Linked DNA regions of Macaca mulatta: region 2 is linked to region 1. Evidence: chromatin contacts called from public Hi-C data. All regions are on one chromosome and are shown on one strand. Each heading gives the region's core, a stretch centred on a gene start, on an enhancer-like site or on the middle of the called end of the contact. The rest is flanking DNA. Distances are from core to core; before and after follow the strand shown. Region 1 holds the start of TAF4 (TATA-box binding protein associated factor 4). Region 2 holds the start of LSM14B (LSM family member 14B).

What was found. A called contact is a pair of places that touch in the nucleus more often than the background predicts.
Region 2: a contact with region 1 is called in a Hi-C map of fetal cortex germinal zone, with 2.4 times the contacts expected there. The contact joins the promoter of LSM14B here to the promoter of TAF4 in region 1. A contact is called at or near these places in 3 of 14 Hi-C or Micro-C datasets (fetal cortex germinal zone, fetal cortical plate and liver).

Annotation. Positions count from the first base shown.
Region 1 is chr10:114,858,234-114,865,132 of T2T-MMU8v2.0, reverse strand. It overlaps TAF4 (TATA-box binding protein associated factor 4), which reads left to right and starts at 2,674. Exons shown (of 16, transcript XM_077952132.1): 1 at 2,674-3,021; 2 at 3,097-4,098. The coding sequence starts at 2,745.
Region 2 is chr10:114,911,633-114,918,531 of T2T-MMU8v2.0, reverse strand. It overlaps LSM14B (LSM family member 14B), which reads right to left and starts at 3,179. Exons shown (of 9, transcript NM_001261605.1): 1 at 2,943-3,179; 2 at 1,046-1,209. The coding sequence starts at 3,069. It overlaps LOC114670527 (a long non-coding RNA gene), which reads left to right and starts at 3,439. Exons shown (of 4, transcript XR_013400106.1): 1 at 3,439-3,544; 2 at 5,233-5,794; 3 at 6,279-6,460; 4 at 6,599-6,899.

The DNA.
Region 1 (6,899 bases), core at 1,425-3,924:
TGTCTGATGCTCTATTTTATTGAAAAAGACCCTGCTTAGTAAACTTGGAAGGCCCACTGAGCTGCCCGCTGCTGAGGCCACCTCTCTGCCCATAGCCTCCCAGCAAACATTTTTCTGGATTTAAACAGTGCTTATGATTGACATTTGTTACAATTCCCTCTTTCCTCTTTTTATGCTGGGTGGGATTTTTCTTTCAAACTACACAAGTCCTACCTGCTTGTGCCAACAACTTAAATCATACAGTAACTAAAATTTGGCCCGAGGTCCCCAGGGTGACCCCCCACCACATGAACACTAGGAGGGGCGTCCTCACACCCCCGCCACACCCCAGCTCCTCCTCACACCCCCGCCACACCCCAGCTCCTCACACTAGGAGGGGTGTCCTCACACCCCCGCCACACCCCAGCTCCTCCTCCTCGGGGAGGCAGTGCTCCTGCAAACCCCAGACATAGAGCTGCCTGGCTGTCTGCAGCTCCCACCCTCCCCAGGGTCTTCTGGTGCACAAGACCCTCCTTGCAAGGGAAGCTGGGATAGGTGGGCACAGACCCTAAACTCCTCACAGTTTCTGCAGTTGCCAGGCTGGACGGTTCCTCAGAAGATCCTGCGGATAATGTCAACCAAGGCGTGTGTGCAGGAGGCTGAGCCCAGCCTACAGAGAGCCCCGAATATGTTGGAATGAAGGGCTCCTGGCGGGGCCTTGGAGAAGAGAAGCCACCACTGTGTGTAGATGGCAGGAGACTCATTACAGATCTCAGTGGAGTAGCAGCGGACTTGAAGAGTGGAGGCCTGAGCGTGGGAACCTTAAGTTACCCCAGCCTTTGGGACCCAGGGGCCTTGGAACTTGGTCTGTTTCATGCAAGTCCGGCGTTCTGCTTCTGCTCCCACTCCAGTGTGAGGGGTCTGAGGGTATGGGCTGTGCTGTGAGCCTGGTGCGCCCCACCTTGCAAGTTGTGCATGAGGCCGGTCAGCCTGCCTGTGGTTTGACCTACTTTAAAAATGTTCTAATTAGTTGTCAACACTTAAAAATTAAAAATCTCGAGATTTAATCATCACTTTATATCTCTGCTCTTTCTGGAAAACTCAGACTGTCCCCCTACTGAGCTCAAGGTGCCCCATATGTGCACCCATAGGGGCCCTCCCTGCCATACCCAGCTGGCTTCATTCATTTCCTTTCCTGCCTTCTGGGAGCCAAAGTTCAGGTACAAAATTCCAGCTGTACGTTTGCAGTGATTTCCCCCGAACACTGTTTCCCTAGAGGGGAGGCACCTCTCCTAGGCTCCGTCCTCAATGCTCATTGGCTGCTGCTGCTGTCGAGAAACAAGCCTGGGGTGAAGTCCCGTATTCCAGCTGTCTCAGTCAGTCCATTCCCTTGCGAGGCTGCAATTCGAACAGGCACAAGGGTCCAGTTCGGGTCTGCTGTTGAGACTAGCAGTCTCCTTTGCTACAACAATTAAAAAAATCATTTTCTATGTCAGCAACGTCATTCATCGTCCCGAGGTCTCTGCTTATTGCGGCGCTGTCTTCAGCTGCGAAGACTGATCCTGCGGCCTCTTGTCCCCAGTGAGGTCCGAGGCAAGGAAGCGTCTCTCTGAAACCTATTCTGGGCTCTTAGAAAGAAATGGGAGAAAGGAAAACCACTAGAAATGTCCAATAACACCATCTTTTGGTTGGAAAATAAAACACGCAGAAAGAGGGAACTGGAACTTTTACTGAAGTATTTCTAGAGAGAAGGTGCTTGGGAACATTTTAGGTAACTTACTCCCCTCCCCCAGCAGAAGGTAAAAAGAAAGCTACTTCCAGACTTGCCAGCTCGGGAACTTCGTTTGGCGCCTGGCAGGCACCGTGCTCTTACCTACGGGCTTATAATGACACTCCCGTCTCCAAGGCAGCTAGGTGCGGGTACAGTCACCCCGGGGCGGCTTAGTTTATTGATTAAAAATGGAGGGAAGGGCCAGGGGTGGTCACGATTGGAGGGCGAGAAGAGCCGTGCGCGCAGGACCCCTCCCCACCGCCCGGGACCGGCTACCCAGGGGCGGACCCAGCTTCCTTCCCCGCGGCGGCTTGGAGGGGCCGGGCGCCGGTCCCCGTCCTCAGGGCGCGCTGCGAGAGCCCCGTCCCCGTCCCCGCCTGCTTCTCGGGCCCATCCACTCCGGGGCCTGCGCGCTGCCCGGCCGGCGCCCCGGCATCCCCGCGCGCTGCTCCCCGGGCCTCGGACGGGCCCTGCACCTCCGCTGCCACCGCACAGGGCGGCCCGCCCGGCGTTCCCGTCAGCGCCGCCGCAGCCATTTTGGAGCGAGCGGAGACAAAGAGCGAAGCCCCGTCGCCGCCCCGCGCTCGCCTCGGCCCGGCCCGGCGCACCGTCCCCGCATCCCGCGCCCCGCCCGGCGGCCACCGCCCCGCCCTGCCCGCCACCGCCCCGGCTCCCGCGTCCCCGAGCTCCAGCCCCCGCGCTTCCCGCCGCTGCTACCGCGCCCAGGCCGACCGCCCGCGCCCCGGCCTCTAGCGCTCGCAGCCATTGGCCGCGCCTTTTAAGTGCGCACCGCAGCCAATCGCCGGGCGCCCGCGGTCTCCGCGCCTGCGCAGGAGCGCCACCCCCGCGCCCCCGCCCCCCGGCCGCGCGCCCCCGCCCCCCGCCGGCCGCGCGCCGCCCCCCGCCCGCCCAGCGCCCGCCCCACTCGGAACCTCCTCCTCGCCCAGGCGCGCTCGGCCCGAGCGGCGGCGGCGGCGGCGGCCGAGGAAAAAAGATGGCGGCGGGCTCGGATCTGCTGGACGAGGTCTTCTTCAACAGCGAGGTGGACGAGAAAGTGGTGAGCGACCTGGTGGGCTCGCTCGAGTCGCAGCTGGCGGCCAGCGCGGCCCACCACCACCACCTCGCGCCGCGCACGCCCGAGGTGCGGGCCGCGGCCGCCGGCGCGCTCGGGAACCATGTTGTGAGCGGCAGCCCGGCCGGAGCCGCGGGCGCAGGGCCGGCCGCCCCCGCCGAGGGCGCGCCCGGAGCGGCGCCGGAGCCGCCCCCCGCAGGTAGAGCGCGGCCGGGGGGCGGGGGGCCGCGGCGCCCGGGCCCCCCCTCACCGCGCCGCCCCCTTGTCCCCGCAGGGCCCGCGCCGCCCGCCGCGAAGCTGAGGCCGCCGCCCGAGGGCAGCGCGGGGGCCTGCGCCCCGGTGCCCGCCGCCGCCGCCGTCGCCGCGGGGCCCGAGCCCGCCCCCGCCGGCCCCGCCAAGCCCGCCGGCCCCACCGCGCTGGCCGCCCGCGCCGGCCCCGGCCCCGGCCCCGGGCCCGGCCCCGGCCCTGGCCCTGGCAAGCCCGCCGGCCCCGGCGCCGCGCAAACTTTGAATGGGAGCGCCGCGCTGCTGAACTCGCACCACGCCGCCGCACCTGCTGTCAGCCTGGTCAACAACGGGCCCGCCGCGCTGCTGCCGCTGCCCAAGCCCGCCGCCCCCGGCACTGTCATCCAGACGCCCCCCTTCGTGGGCGCCGCCGCGCCCCCCGCGCCCGCCGCGCCCTCGCCCCCCGCCGCCCCCGCGCCCGCCGCCCCCGCCGCCGCCCCGCCCCCGCCACCCCCCGCGCCCGCCACCCTGGCGCGGCCGCCCGGCCACCCTGCCGGACCCCCGACCGCCGCGCCCGCTGCGCCGCCCCCTGCCGCAGCCCAGAACGGGGGCAGCGCCGGGGCAGCCCCCGCCCCCGCCCCGGCCGCCGGGGGCCCCGCGGGGGTCAGCGGCCAGCCCGGGCCTGGCGCGGCGGCTGCAGCGCCAGCGCCGGGGGTCAAGGCCGAGTCGCCCAAGACGGTGGTGCAGGCGGCGCCCCCGGCGGCGCAGACCCTGGCGGCCAGCGGCCCGGCCAGCACGGCTGCCAGCATGGTCATCGGGCCAACTATGCAAGGGGCGCTGCCCAGCCCCGCCGCCGTCCCACCGCCCGCCCCCGGGACCCCCACCGGGCTGCCCAAAGGCGCGGCCGGCGCAGTGACCCAGAGCCTGCCCCGGACGCCCACGGCCACCACCAGCGGGATCCGGGCCACCCTGACGCCCACCGTGCTGGCCCCCCGCCTGCCGCAGCCGCCTCAGAACCCGACCAACATCCAGAACTTCCAGCTGCCCCCAGGTGAGTGGCCGCACGGGGCGGGAGGGAAGGGCGGGTCCAGCAGCGCCAGCTGCCAGTTCCAGGAAGTTCTCCGCTGGTGGAATGCTAAGGTCATCTGTCCCGTAGGCCCGTGGCTGGAGCAGGCCGAGGGGCAGCCTCTACCCAGGTGCGGGGCCAGCCCGGGTGGCTGCCTGCGAGTGAGCCAGAGGGAGTCGGCATAGTCTGCGTCCCTGTCGCTGTTCCAGACGTCCGCGGTGGCTGCCTGTGGCTGGGGCTGGTCTGTTTCAGAGTGGCTCAGCCAGGACTCCTACTGGAGCGGTCCTTACCTGCTCCCGCCCTGTGTGCCCCTGCCCCGGTTGGAAGGCTCAGCGCAGGGGCTCCCTGGGCCAGGCGATGGGGTCTGCAGAGCTGAGGGCAGAACCTGGAGGTGCGAGTGGCAGCAACTGTCCCCTGCTCAGTTCTGCAGTTAGGCGTGTGGCCTGTGTCCCCACTTAGCCTTTCTGCCCCTTTGTGACCCTGGGCTTGAGCCTCCCCAGTCTCCAGGCGAGGACGGGGGCACGACACCCCCTCCTCGAGGCTCGGGAAGTCGGGATGGAAGGCTTGGGCTTCCCTGTTGGCCACCAGGAGGGCAGAGATGTCGGGCGCACCCTGCGAGAGTCCTCCCGGCGCGCAGCCTTGCTGAGAGCCATGCTCTGGAGTAGGGTTTCAGCACCGTGTGTGTCACCGTCTCTTCCAGCGCTGCGTTGGTGCCTAAAGGAAAGAGCGCCCAGCTAGTCTGGTTGCTGCCCCCTCGGGAGGGCAGTGGGAGGGCGGTGGCAGCAGATGCTCTCGCTCCGTGCAGGGGTCTCGGGGTAATACTGGCTGTGCTGCGGATGCCTTGGGCTCAGACGCCCCTTCTGCCTGGCAGTACTCACGCTCTTGGTCTAGTCTGCTGTCTCTGCGACTCCTCAGGGCCCCTCAAGTTTGACGGGAAAGATTGCCTGACCAGCATTGCACGCTAGGCTGCTTTTGTCTGGGGCTCCCCATCCCTCCCCAGCCGCCTTGGTGGGTGCTGGGCAGGGGAGCTCCTCCCCGGCCTGTGGTGACGCGCGCCATGCAGTTGTAGCAGCTCGGTGGCAGCAGTAGTAGGAACTTCGAGGAGAGCGTGGGTCTTTTCTGTGTCCCCTCTCTGAAGGGAGCTATTGGTCACTTTGAGAGGTTTGCAGCATCTTCAGAAGTGAAAGGTTTTCCTGTCCGAGTATGTGAAGTTCAGGGCTGGTGGTCAGACTGGACAGGGCGGGGGTAGGGAGAGTCTGTCTGGGAGACCGCTAGGCTGCAGTGCTCCAGGGAGGAAGAGGGCTGAGAAGCCACTTCTCCGGGGTTGCTGAGACGCCCGTTATGACAAGCTGTTGGAGTACTGAAGCATTTGTAGGGATGTTTCGCCAAAGTCTTGGTTTTGCTCCTATGTGTATATTGAGCTTTTAGTAGAAAATGTGGCTGATCTTTAGTAATGTTGTAAAAAGGTTTTTGATGGCCGTGATCTGTTATGTAAACTATCGCAATGCTTTATTTATAAAAATGTTTTTCCAGCGGTCCCGCATGTCTCAGCGCAGGCCAGGTGCCTGTTGCACCACTTTGGATAGGTATTGGACTCCGCCTTGAGGGGCTGGCCAGGTTGTCTTGCTCTGAGCCTCTGCATAGGTAAAGCCTCATCTCTTTCTTCTGGAAGGAGGTGGAGGAACACATAGTTGGAAAAGGGCATTTCTGCTGTATTTATCATGAGTGATTCTGGGACTCACTTCCATCTTCTGTTTTAAGGTCAGTTTTAGGGTCAGGTGTGTTTGATGAGGTGACAACTTGAAAAACAACTGTAAGAGTGTTGACTGTGCGTGATTCCCGTGTGTGAGGACAGAGGAACAGCTCACACAGACGTTTGGGTGGCAGTGCTGAGAATGGTACTTTCAAGGAGCTGAATGCTACTGTCTAAAAAATGAAAGATTTATCGCATCTCTTCATGATCCCCTGCAGTTGATCTACTGATGAGGAATTTTGATTGTTGTTTATTTCACTAGTAGCCAAAGCAAAAAAAATACATATATATCAATAAAACTAGCAGTGCCCCAAACCAGAGTACCTTCTTTTATTAAACAGTACAACTTAATTTTGTAAATCAAAATGGCAAATTGCAAATACTCTGGTTACTTCCTGTAATTGATTGATCAGAGAATATTAAATTATTCTAGTTGGCTCCCTGTTCATTGAAATATTTCATAATAAAAATGTTTAGAACAAAGATGGAAGTAACAAAAATAACTCTTGCTTGGCTAATAACTCATTCTAGTAACAACTCAGTCTTGCAAACTGAGGAGGAGCCGGGAGTATTAGGGGTGGGCAGGGTTCTCGAAGCTGCATGTGGGTGTCAAGTGGAGTAGCAGATGAATGGCAATTGGATGGGGTGTGAAAGGGCCTGCCCCTCCCAGGCCTTCCCTCTGTGGAGGTCTTGGATGGGAGAAGGGAGGGGACAGAGAGGTTTCACCCTGAAGTCTTTCTGGCTAAGCCTTAGGCCCTGAGTGTTTCAGCCCCACAGTGCGCCACGTATGTTGAATTTGGCTTTAGCTCGCTGTCTTGATATTCTTTGTCAGGACAGTGTTGTAAAGATAGTTATGTTAATATAATTGTAATTTGCTGGTTTGAGGTGCCAGAGTTTAAATTTTATTCACTGAGGAAAAATGAGAAAATTAAGTCTTTAGTGAGATTGTTGCAGATGACACACTTGTCCCAAGAACACTGAAAAGCACTAGTTCTGTACAGCTTAGGATAGTCATAACGTCATAGTCAGGTTG
Region 2 (6,899 bases), core at 1,930-4,429, 53 kb before region 1:
CCTCCCAAAGTGCTGAGATTACAGGCGTCTTGTCCATGTAATTCTAACCCAAATTTCTCCTAACTCAAAGCCATCGGATGGCTCCCCACTGCTGCCAAAGCCTGCCCCGTGTGATCCCACCTTCCAGGACGGGTGCTCGGCACGGAACCTGGTGCAGTCTGAACCCCAGAGGAGCCAGTGAATATTTAAGTTTAGAAGTGAAGAAAATATTAATCTGGGCTCCCTGGTGTGAGCATGGGCAAAATAAGCCATAACCCAATAAGCAGGAACGTGGCATCAGACTTACAAATCTGGTGTCGTACAACAGCAGCATGTAACATCTGGGCATAACCCAAGGGCAAGCCTGCAGTCCCTGCAGGTATGTCACCCCACTCACAGCAGCTGCTGAGGGCTCAGACTTCTCCAACCAGAAACTAAGGGCAAACGCTATGCCCCAAACATCACAGGTCCAGGAGCATCCACTCACACTACACTACACTACATACACGCGCGCACACGCCCAGCTCCCCAGGTCTCCTTCCTTAAGAGCCATGAGACACAGCACACACCACCTACTGTGTGTGCTACAAGAATCAACACCTTCCGCGAGAACAGCAATGGCCTAGACAAAAAATAAGCCACTTTTCATTAAAAGGATATTCCTCAGGCCGAGTACTTTGGCTCATGCCTGTAATCCTAGCACTCTGGGAGGCCAAGGCGGGCAGATCATGAAGTCAAGAGATTGAGACCATCCTGACCAACATGGTGAAACTCTGTCTCTACTAAAAATACAAAACTTAGCTGGGCGTGGTGGTGCGTGCCTGTTAGTCCCAGCTACTCGGGAGGCTGAGGCAGGAGAATCACTTGAACCCAGGAAGCAGAGGTTGCAATGAGCTGAGATCACGCCACTGCACTGAAGCCTGGCAACACAGTGAGACTCCGTCTCAAAGGAAAAAAAAAAAAAAAGGTTATTCCTCACATTGAGCATTCTGACAAAACATGCCACCAAGCTCCAAATTGAAACCAGCATCTCTTAGTGTGCACAGAGAGACAGTGGCACACTTACCTGAACAATGGCAGGATCCTGTGGGAGTGTGTGCTGAGCTTTTGGAGGTTCACACACAGTGATATCTTTGATGTCACTTCCCCGGAAAATGATGTACTCATAAATCTCCTCTCTGGGGGGCGCAGGCCTATCTGTGGGACGGTCTTCAGTGCCAAAGGACCTCACTTATGAGTGGAGAAAGAGAAACGTTATTGTTGTCCTCAGCCAGTTCAATCAACCCTGACACCACTGCTCCCAAGTCTTCCAGAAGACGGCGGCACTTGCTCAGAGCCACAACACAGGGACTCTAGGTCCACATTTCAACAACTACTTAACACCCCAATTTTCAGTGGACAGTGCTGATAACGCACCAATTGGTGAAGCTCCAGACAACAGACAGTTCTAGATCACAAAGATAACAAGGAACAATTTCACAGACTGTCTCATGTGCGAACACACCAACGTACAGAGCTCTCAGCAAAACAAGGCTTGCTTCACAAGGCCTCCCTGTTCACATATGACTCTGTAGATCAAACAGCCAGCTGGCTGCTTTATGACCAAAGCCACCTCTGACCCCGGCTTCCGCACCTATAAGGAATTCTGAGCCCACTAACCCCTAACCAGCAGGCTTCCAGAGCCCTACCAAATCTCCTTTTAGCAAGCCTCTAGGGGCAGAGCTGGGTGGGACAGCAGCCTCTAACTCATAAGAGCACAACTCCTACTAACTCCTGGGCCTACTCTGGGCTGTCTCTCTAACTGGGCTCTCCTGTAATAAGTGTAGTGAGGTCCCACGGCTGCAAGTGAGTGCACAGCCCTGGCATGCTCAGCGAGCTCCTGGAGCCACGCAGAAGACACTCCCTGTTTGGAACGAGTTCTTCTTCTACACTTGCGGCTCCCTGTGACTTAAGAAGCGTTTCAGACGCGTCTAGACACTTCAAGAACCCCTGGGAGCCGAGCACCAGATCCAGCACACGTGGGCTTAGGCAGACATGGCTCCACCGGCACTTTTCTCTGAGAGGCAGGGGAAGTGCACTCCCCATCTTCTCTGGGTGATGAAGACAAAGAAACTCTGGACCACCCGCTGTCTCAACAACCTCAGAGATTCTGATTCTAGAGAACAGCCCCTTTCCTGTAAGTCTCCCAGCGGCTACAGCGGGTTATCAGCGCCCACAGGCAGCTGTCACCAAAAGGTAAGCCCCACAGTGTGAACGTCAGGATACAGCAGGAGAACGGTTTAAACCGGGGCATCTGGCTGCCAAACGGATGCTTCTGCCTTGGCAGGAAGCTGCATTAGGACGCGGTATTTGTTCAGGATCAAGGCCCCAGCTGTCTAATAGGTTCCAGAAAGGCTTGCAGGATTCGCGTGTTGTGACCCCGCCCCCAGCCTTCGGGAGAGGCCGGGACACTGGCCCCGCCGCCCGACCTCGAGGCTCCCCCGCAGGAATCTCCCCAGGCTGGCGGGGAGGAGGCCCGCAGACGGGAGCCGCCCTGCCCCTCGGAGCTGGCACCTGCAGAGGTGGGCTGGGCGGCCGAGGGGGCGGCGCCGCCGGGGCCGGGCCCGCCCCTCACCAAACACCGCCCGGCGCCCGCGCACAATAACGCCGCCCTGGGAGCCTAGGGAGACCATTGTGCGGCCGGCTGCTCTGGGGGAGGGCGGCGCGCGGGAGGGGGCGCCCGGGGGGCGTCCGGGGTGAAGGCGCGGGCGGGAGATCTCGGCCTAGGGGTGCCCTGGGTGGGTTCCGGGCGGGGTCTGGGCGCCAGGCTCCGGGACGGTACGGGAGTCTCAACGCCGGGCTTGGGGTCGCCCCGGGGCGGGGAGGGTGGCGCGGGCCGGGGCTGTTGGCGGACGGGGGTCGGCGGGCTCCGCGGACTCGGGCGGTTGGGGCCGGCGGGCGCGAGGGCGGGCGGCGGCCGCTACCTTTGGCAAGCGCCACGGTGGAGTTGTCGGTGTCGATGGTGTAGAGAATGCCCTCGTAGCGGATCTGCGCCTTGGAGATGAGGCTGATCTTGCTGCCCAGATACGGGGTGCCTGAGGAGCCGCTCATGGCGCCGGCCGGGGTGCGTCGGGCCGCGGGGGGGGACGAGCGCCGGGCCGCGGCCCGCTCCGCAGCCGCGCGGTGGCCTGGCCGCCCGTTCCTGCGCTCCTCCGCCCGCCGCCGCTTCCGCCTAGGCGCCTCGTCGCCGCCGCCCGAGGGGCCTGCGCGGGCACCGAGCGAACCAAGGAGGGGCGCGCGGCCGGAGCTCTGAGAGGAGCGCGGGGGAGGAGGAGCCGCCGCAGCAGCCACATCCGGGGCCTTGCGCCGCCACGCACCGCCCCCTCACGCTCGCCGCCCATTGGTTCGCCGCGCCCGCCGTCCTTTAAATATGGCCGTGCCGCCAGCTGGGGGGCGGGCCCGCGCGCCGCGCCTGCGCAGCAAGGTGTCGCTGGCCGAGGGCGGGTCTCCCCGGCGCTCCGCCCCTCCTCGGCCGGCTCCCGGCGGGCCCCTGGCGGAGCTGGGAGCACGAGACTCGGCGGGCGGGGTGAGGGCTGGGAAGCGGCCCGGGCGGAGCGCGCGTGCGCGTGGGTGGGCGGCTGCGGTTTGCACGCTCAGTGGACGGGGCAGGGGAGGAGCGCCAGGCCCCGCCCCCGCGCGTGCCGGCCCCGGCCCCGACTCTGGGCGCCGCAAACACTGGGGTTTTGCCCCCTTGGCCTCAGTTTCTCTTCCTACAAAAGTGGGGTCCGGACGACTCCCCTATTTTGCGCCAGGTGGGCCTCTAGCTCTCACCCTCGTGGGGGACCGGGGAGCGGCGGAGGCCCTGGGCGCCGGGTGTTCCCGGGGAGCCCCAGGACTCCCGCCCCGGTGCCCAGGTGCCAGCGGGGGGCGGCCGCGGCGGCAGCTCCCGGGAAGGCGGCGCTTCCGGCGTGGCAGCCTCCAAATATAACATGCTGAGCACACTTTCTCTTTTAATCCTGCTCCTCCTCCCAAAGCCGGCCGCAGCTTTCCATTTCCCTTAAAATAAATTCTGACTGGCTACCGGGGGCCTCGGAGGCCTCCGCTCGTCCCCGGGGCTGCGGCCCGGAGGCCTTGCCCACCTCCCCGGTCGTGCAGGAAGCTCGGCCGCCCTCAGTCGCTTAGCCGCGGGCCCTCCCCGCGTGTACTCTGCGTGATTAGTGACCGAGGGCGCGTGGTGTGTGCTTTTTTTTTTTTGCCACCGTCTTGACTGTGAATATCATCAGATCAGGGACCAATATTGGGACCCGGAAAAAAAAATAGCGGGTGGTGACTATAAAAATGAAATAGGCTGGGCGCGGTGGCTCATGCCGGTAGTCCCGGCACTTTGGGAGGCGGAGGCGGGCGGATCACTTGAGGTGAGGAGTTCAAGTCCAACATGGACTTGGGCAACATGGTAAAACCCTGTCTTTACTCTAAAAATACAAAAAAATTAGCCGGGCGTGGTGACAGGCACGTGCAATCCCCGGCTACTCGGGAGTCTGAGGCAGGAGAATCGCTTGAGTCTGAGAGGTGGAGATTGCAGTGAGCAGAGATCTCACCACTGCATTTCAGCCTGGGCGACAGAGTGAGACCCCGTCTCAAGAAAAATAATAATAAATAAAAATGAAATCGAGTAAGATAGAAAATATCAGAAGGCGTGGTGGGTGGCTCATGCCTGTAATCTCAGCACTTTGGGAGGCTGAGGCGGGAGGATCAGTGGAGGCGAGGAGTTAGAGATCAGCCTGGGCAACATATGGAGACCACATCTCTACAAAAAACCTTTTAAAAAATAAGGCGAGTGTGGGGGCACATATTTGTAGTTCCAGCTCCTGGGGAGGTGGAGGCAGAGGCGGGAGGATCACTTGAGCCCAGGAGTTGGAGGCTACAATGGGCTGTGGTCGGACTACTGCACTCAGGGGTGGCAGCAAGACCCTATTTCTAAAGGAAAAAAAGAAAATAACAGTATCTTACATGGTGAAAGTAAGTATTATTTTGTGAAATATTTATTTCACCTGTTTGTATAAGTGTGGACTTGGTAAGGACCTAAAATGTATTTCTGACTATGCTGAGAAGATCTTACCTGCCCTGCAGGTTAGGTGCTGTGACTCCCCATTTGACAGAAGGGGAAACAGGCCCAGCACGGGGAGTCACACACAGGGAAGTTGCAGTCTGGCCTGGTGGCATCCTCCACAGGCTTGGGGCTGCAGCACACTGTCTCTTTTTCTCTTCACAAAGGTGAAGCCAACCTGCTCCCACCAGAGCCCAGCAATGGCCAGTAAGAGAACAGTGATGGGTTTAAGGAAGAGGACACAGGAAGCAGAAGAGAAGAGGGAAAATTCAGTTTCATCTGCCAAGATTGACCTGTACATTCCAGAATTGCTTCTTGGCTCCTGGAATGTCGTGTGCAGGAAGAGAACAGACACAGCAAAGCCATGGAGTCAGCCCAGCTGAGGGAAGATAGGTTTCCAGCGACTGGGTCATCTGGCCCTGGGAAGCTCGACCCGGGGAATAGAGGTCTCCAGTGACCGGGGCATCTCGCCCTGGGAAGCGTGACCCCGGGAAGACAGGTCTCCAGTGACTGGGACATTTGGGAAGAGAGATCTCCAGCGACCGGGGCATCTGGCCCTGGGAAGCACGACCTGGACTCTGCTTCTCAACATAGCACAGCCTTCCTCACTTGGACATACAGGGTGCACCTGTCAGGAGGAGGTGCCAACCAGGTCTCCTGAGTGACCTGGCCTGGTGATCTCGTGTGGAGTCAAAGTCCTTCTATCCCCCACCCCACCCCACTTTCCAAGTAAGGAAATCCAAGGTCATAGATCCTGTACTTCATGCCTGCTAGTTTCTGAGCCACAAGCTTCTGGCTGTGTTGGGGCTGGGGTGCATGCTTCACTAGCAGGAGCTGGTTCTACCTTGAAAGAGGAGCTGGCTTCTGAGCCCCAGGACTGAAAGCAGGGAGGGTGCAGTTCCCAGAGGCCTCCGAGTGCCCGCCCAGCCCATGGGTGTGCAGCTGGTGGCTCCCTGAGAACATTAGCCACCCTGCAAATGCCCAGGAAGGCAGAGGCTAAAAATATATGTAGTGCCCAGGTCCAGGAATGCAGGCCCTGCCGTTCATTGCTTGGTGTCCTGCCCAAAGTGGAGGGCACTTGGGAGAGGTCTGAGAAGGCAAGCAGTTGTGCCAGGCCTAAGTCGACCTGGATATTCACTGGCATGGCTTGTTTTCCAGGCTGGGGCACGTGTATCCAATTCCTCCACTATAAGCAGCTCTTTACTGTGCACAGGTCTGAACAGCCCACCCACCTGGTTATCACCAGGCTTTAGACCAGCGAGCCCAAGGATCTAGAGGAACGAGCTGGGGCTTCTGGGAAACCCTGGGCCAGTTGGACTACCTGCCTCAGTTTCTCCTTTTGCCTGCCCATCTCAATGGTGTACTTGAGGACCCCAGAAGATCATGCCTGTGAGGGTAACCGGGGGCTACTCTGGAGGAACATGTAGGAACAGAGGGCATGTGCAGAGGGCACTGGGAGGGCCATAGGGGCAGCTGGAGAGGTTTGTGCTGCAGCCACAAGCCACTCATTACATGCTCGCTCTGCGTATGTAGGAGCTTGCTGCGGTCCCCAGTGACAGGTGGGAAGACAGGGAGGCAGGACCCTGCTCTACGTTGCGTCATCCGTCTAGCTGGGGTGGCACAGGCCAGCATCCTGCAGCAGGTAAGGGTGCCCCCCCCCACAGAAAACCATCATGTGACTCTAATGTCTCCCTGAGCAAGAATGACTGGCACAGCCATTGATCTCACAGGTGTCATTGCTCAGCAGGAGCCACACGAAACAGCTGAGTTAATTCCCAGGTGGTTAACGATGGGTGGTCCACAGATAAAATAAGTCAGTGGTCTGAAGTGTGGT